Linked DNA regions of Mus musculus: region 2 is linked to region 1. Evidence: chromatin contacts called from public promoter capture Hi-C data. All regions are on one chromosome and are shown on one strand. Each heading gives the region's core, a stretch centred on a gene start, on an enhancer-like site or on the middle of the called end of the contact. The rest is flanking DNA. Distances are from core to core; before and after follow the strand shown. Region 1 has its middle 44 kb from the start of Gm33234. Region 2 has its middle 20 kb from the start of 1810008I18Rik.

Region 1 (2,758 bases), core at 245-2,744:
CATATAAACATACATCATATACACATATATCATATACATTATATATACACACATACATATTCATTACATACATATGGATATATGCTACATATACATATGCATACACATGCACAGACACCATATACATATACATATACATACATACACACACACACATACACACTATATACCATAGTATGAATGTGGAGGTGAGAGGGCAGCTTTTGAAACTCAATTCCCATCCTCTCTCATGTGTGTCCCAGGCATGGAACTCATGTTCTCAGGCTTATCAAACAAGTGTCTTTACCTACTCGGCCATCTTGGCCACTCAAAGCTGCAACTTTTGACAATGAAAAATAGAGCTAGGAGAAATTCGGCTCTAAACAGCCTTGGAGAGAGGGAGGTAGGTAAGTGGTTTCCCTCCTATAGCCCGAGAGAGTGACCCTCCTAAAACCTTGACAGCTGGAGCCAAAGTGCTTTGACATTTCTGACACCCAAGCTTCAAGAGGAATCTCTGTGTGTTACTCTAAGCCATGAGTTCATGATGGTTTGTGGATGAGGCTTCCCGTTGTTTCTGGGTGGCTGAGGGAAGAGTCAGTTATGCAGATGTGAGGACATCTGGTGGAATCTGCTGGGCCATCAGGCTGAGAACACCATCCATCCACAACCTTGCTTGTACTTGGTAAGTACTGTATTCATCCCTCTCTGCTCAGACCCTGGTCCCAGCCTACCAGGAAGCCTGCCTGGTGCCTCAGGTCCCACCAGTTGCAGGCACCTTTGCAAGCTTCCCCTTCAGCATCTGCAGACCCAGAACTTCAATTGCTAATCACCTACTCCCAGGCTGCCCACTTTGGTCTCAGCTATGTGGATCCCTTCTGGACCATTCTGTAGCTGGCTATCACTCTGTCCAATGAAGTCTGTATCCATGACAGCATTTTACATACGTGGGTAGCTCTCCTAAGTCTCCCCAATAGATTGTACTTTTATTGTGGTTAATAATTCTATATTAAGTTCCCCTGAGTGATGTTTGTCTCCTGGTCAGATTTAGCCTACTTTGTATGATTCCATGATGAACTTTTAAATTAAATCTGCGTTATTTTCTTATCACAGTCTAGAAAAATCAACAAAACAACATCTAAGCCCTCACTTGTAATGTTGGCCAATATCCCTTCTACTTCCAATTTCCAGCTGTCAACACATCACAGAACATGGATTTAGGAAGAGAGAGATGTCTTGTGGCTACCATTATCTACAGTTTCTATTGATATAACACACAGATACAAGCCCTAAGCATAAATAATTTGGTAAAATTAATTAGGAAGTGTTGGTTCTCATATAGCATACTTAATTGCAAGTTCAAATAATTAATGGTTAACATGCCTGTGTTTAACAACTGGTTCGCAAAAATTCCAGATCACTTAAAAGTTGGCTTTTCTTGAGTACTACAAACCAGCTGCTGGCCAGCCCTGGGACAGAGGCCTTGGGCAACATGCCAAAGGTGCTGAGTACACTTTCTGTCAGGGCTGGCCTCTTCAGGGAGCAAAGGCGGTCTTTTGATGGCCTGCTGGGGTGAACCTGGGTCAGGAGGAGCCTTCACTGACCACATTTGTCGCTCCTGTCTTCCACTGTGACCTTATCTGCCCTCCATCGTGCCTGGTAACACGTGCACTTCTGGACAGCAGCGTCAGTTACCAGGCCCCATGCTTCTTAGAGCAACGAGTGTCTTGGTAGACACTGTTCCCAAGTATGGCTGAGGTGACTGGGATCAGGCAACCATACCTAGGTGTGCAAGCTTCAAAACTCACCTCACTACTCGCTAGCCAAGGGACTCAGAGCCAATCATCCACCGCCCACACATGCCCAATGAATCATGGTTCCAATGAGGGTGGAACAAGGTCATGGAAGCAAGGACAGGGCCCTCTAACTGAAGCAGCCGTGCTGGAGCCAGCGGCATACTCCCTGGGAACCAGCAGCGGGTCCAGATCACAGAATGCTATCAGATAGCCCAGCCTTCCCCCTACAGAAAACAAAACCCAGGCAAGCCACCTGACCTTTCTCTTGCATGTTTCCCAGGGATCAAAGAGCCTCTAACATTAACCCCAGAGGAGCTATTCCCAAATAGAGATAAAAATATTCCCTGTGCCCACTCCTGAAATTTTCTAAGGTATCCTCTGCGAGGGAGTGATCAGTGCCACCAAGGGGCCAGCTGGCTGGAAACAGAGTGGGGAAGCCTGGGTCGAGGTTCCCAGTCTGCTGCCTGCCTGGGGCCTGTGCTGTCCAGGGAATGAAGCTGCACCAAGACTCACAAGCATCATCCAGGCTGCAGCTTGGGTGTGGTCAGTGTGAAGGTAGCCTTAGCCTGGTTCTTCCTCGGCAAGACACTAGGAAGATGGTCCATGAAAGTGATCCCCGAGCATACATGTGAGGCTAACTCAGAGAGATATGGACAGAGACCCTAGAAAGTTATGGCCAGTGCCCCCACCCTCACCCCTGACTCGCTGCCAAGGGGATTCCCATCTTCCACCTAGGACCGTGCTCTCCTGCTCCCTCCAGCCTGGAGCTGGGGCCCATCCTGGGTCCAGTAGTCCAGGCCTTAGCAAACACCACATTGTGGTGCGGGTCCTCAAAGGATCAAGATTTTCCTCTGGTAAATCCAAAGGGGATGTTCTCAGAAGAGACGACCCCAACCCCAGATGGAGATGCCAGCACTGGACCTGCCCTCCCCACCCTGCCTGCTGCCTGTCTCCTGGCTTCATCCAGAATATCAAACAGCAAGTCT
Region 2 (2,700 bases), core at 16-2,515, 85 kb before region 1:
AAGCTAGATTTGTCAGAGAGGAGGGAGCCTCCTCCCTCAATTGAGAAAATACCTCCAAAAGATTGGGATGTTGTCAAGCATGTTCTTAATTAGTGATTGATGAGGGAGGGCTTAATATATTGTGGGTGGGGCCATCCCTAGACTAGTGGTCCTGTGTGCTAAAAGAAAGCAGACCAAATAGCCATGTGAGGAAGCCAATAAGCAGCACCCCAGTAGCCTCTGCATCAGCTCCTGCCTCCAGGATCCTGCCCTGCTTGAGTTCCTGTCCGGACTTCCTTTGATCATTAATAGTGAGTACAACGGATATGTAAGCCAAATAAACCCTTTCCTCCCCAACTCACCTTTTGGTCATTGGGTTTTGTTATAGCAATAGAAACCCTAACTAGGGCTGGTGAGATGGCTCAGTGGGTAAGAGCACCCGACTGCTCTTCCGAAGGTCAGGAGTTCAAATCCCAGCAACCACATGGTGGCTCACAACCATCCGTAACGAGATCTGACTCCCTCTTCTGGAGTGTCTGAGGACAGCTACGGTGTACTTACATATAATAAATAAATAAATAAATAAATCTTTAAAAAAAAAAAAGAAACCCTAACTAACTGAGATGTGAAGATAGCTTGGACTAAGATAAGTTGTATCGCACTAGGTAAGGCTAAGTCCACAAAAGTGCCTTTCGACTTTTTATTGCAACCCCAAGCCACTGGCTGCTTTTCCTGTGCTTCTGACTGGCCATCTGGAAAGGAGATGTTTGTTGTGTTGTGGGTATGAGGTGTTCCTGTTGGTTCTTGTGTATGAACAGTTAGTACCTAAATAGTGAATGTATTGAGTTGAAACCTGGCCCAGGTTCTGGTGGCCTCTCCTGCTGCTCCCCTCTCTCTCCTTCCCCATTTCTGCTGTAATCTAACCAGCCAGATTCCTAGTGGCCACGTTCCTCTGTCCATGAAACTACAATGTAAGCTAAAATGTGTCCTTCTTCCTCTGAGTCACTTCCTGTCAGGTATTTGGTTACAGCAACAAGAGAAAGAAAAATCTGGACATAGTATCCACTTGTCCTTTTAGTCACAGCTCCTAGGAGGAAGAGATAGGTGAGTCTCTATGAGTTCCAGACCAGCCTGTTCAACACAGCAAGTTCCAGGGCACCCATGACTACACAGTAAGACCGTGTTACCCTCAAACAAACAAAAGTAACCAAATAACTGTAGGGGGATACTTTGTGATCTGTGTATTCACAGGCTGATTTCTGTCCCCAGAGACCTGGTTGCACTTTGGACTTTGGTGTGACTCAGCATTTTTTGTGACTCACCTCTTGATTGGTTAAATAAGGGCTGACTGCTCTGGAGAGAACAAGGCAGGACATCCATGCCTGGACTAGGAGAGAGGGTCTCAGGTGGGACCCAGGGAGTTGCTGCCATCTTCATTGGAACACAAATGAAAGAGGAGGTGCCAGAGAGAGGCTAAGGGTAAAGGGCCACCTGGCTGGGAAGCAGGACAGGCCAGCATAGTCGGATTAGAAGAACATAGAATTTGCCCATTAGTGCCTGAAATTCATTAATAAGTATAAAGGCCTCCATGTCGTTATTCAAAGCAAGGGCTGGCACAGGAAAGCTCAAACTTTTGCCAATAACTGACTTCCATTGCTCTGGCCCTTTTCGGTTCAATCAGTTTGCTGAAATGCTCACACAACTAAGAAATACAACTTTTATTTTAAAGGATACAGACGGAGAGATTAAAGTCTGGGAGAAGGGTTGTTGAGCTCTCATGCCCTCTTTGAGCACCCCCTCAGGAACCCCCATAAGGTCTCTAGACATTGCCTTTTTGTTTGTTTGTTTTTAAAAAAAAGATTTTTATTTATTTGTTATATATAAGTACACTGTGGCTGTTTTCAGATACACCAGAAGGGGGCATCCGATCTCATTGCTCTCATTACAGATGGTTGTGAGCCACCATGTGGTTGCTGGGATTTGAGCTCAGGACCTTCGCAAGAGCAGTCAGTGCTCTTAACCTCTGAGCCATCTCTCCAGCCCCCCTTTCTTGGGTTTTATGGAGGTTTCATTACAACGGTATGATGGAACTGTGAACAACAGTGAAAATGTGATTGAGTGAAGTCTGTGCTGATAGACAGCTGGGTGGATCCTTCAGTGTTCTTCTCTTAAGGATGCAAGGCAAGGTCTTGCATGAGGGTCGTATTGCTGCAAGGCAGATCAGAAACTTCTCTTCGGTTTTCTTGTTGTGTGCAGGCCTGAACTTGGAACCTCATGTGTGCTAGGCAAGTGCTTGACCCTGTTCACCATTTTCTTCATTTTTATTGACATGGACAAAGTATCCATCAGTTTTCTGTCACTTTATGAAGCCAATTTGCAAAGAGGAAAAGTGTATGTTGGTTCACAATTTTGGAGATCTTGGTCCATGATAAGTTGGCATTGTGGCTCTGGGCTTATGGTGGCACGTCTGTTGGGAGCGAGCAATGGTGCAAAGAAAGAAGGAGGAGGCTGAGGTCTCATAGGTAGATCAAAGACATCGCTCAGTGGACAAAGACTCCATATTAGGTATTACTTCTCTTTTATAGTTTAACAATTATTATATTTTATTTTCTGAGATGATATCATGTTATTTCCCCCCTTTCTGTCTTCCAAGTCCTTCTACATACCTATCTTTTTTAATGGATTGCTTATATATAATATATATGTATTTAATATAATAAT

The links. Promoter capture Hi-C pulls out the DNA fragments that hold promoters and counts their contacts.
Region 2: a contact with region 1 is called in a promoter capture Hi-C map of liver, with 2.5 times the contacts expected there. The contact joins two enhancer-like sites. A contact is called at or near these places in 5 of 39 promoter capture datasets (the 3T3-L1 cell line, 3T3-L1-derived adipocytes, hippocampal neurons and 1 more), 2 of 484 Hi-C or Micro-C datasets (MC3T3-E1-derived osteoblasts and nephron progenitors) and 3 of 115 datasets of contacts at active chromatin or transcription factors (embryonic fibroblasts and embryonic stem cells).

The regions. Positions count from the first base shown.
Region 1 is chr7:65,736,562-65,739,319 of GRCm38.p6, reverse strand. No RefSeq gene overlaps it. Among named protein-coding and RNA genes, the nearest start is that of Gm33234, 44 kb to the right of the region's middle. Within about 2 kb of position 1,494, at least 16 of the 459 cell types and tissues checked have an H3K27ac peak or open chromatin away from gene starts, as enhancers often do. A contact at or near this core is called in liver, where this site is marked.
Region 2 is chr7:65,821,301-65,824,000 of GRCm38.p6, reverse strand. No RefSeq gene overlaps it. Among named protein-coding and RNA genes, the nearest start is that of 1810008I18Rik, 20 kb to the right of the region's middle. Within about 2 kb of position 1,265, at least 33 of the 459 cell types and tissues checked have an H3K27ac peak or open chromatin away from gene starts, as enhancers often do. A contact at or near this core is called in liver, where this site is marked.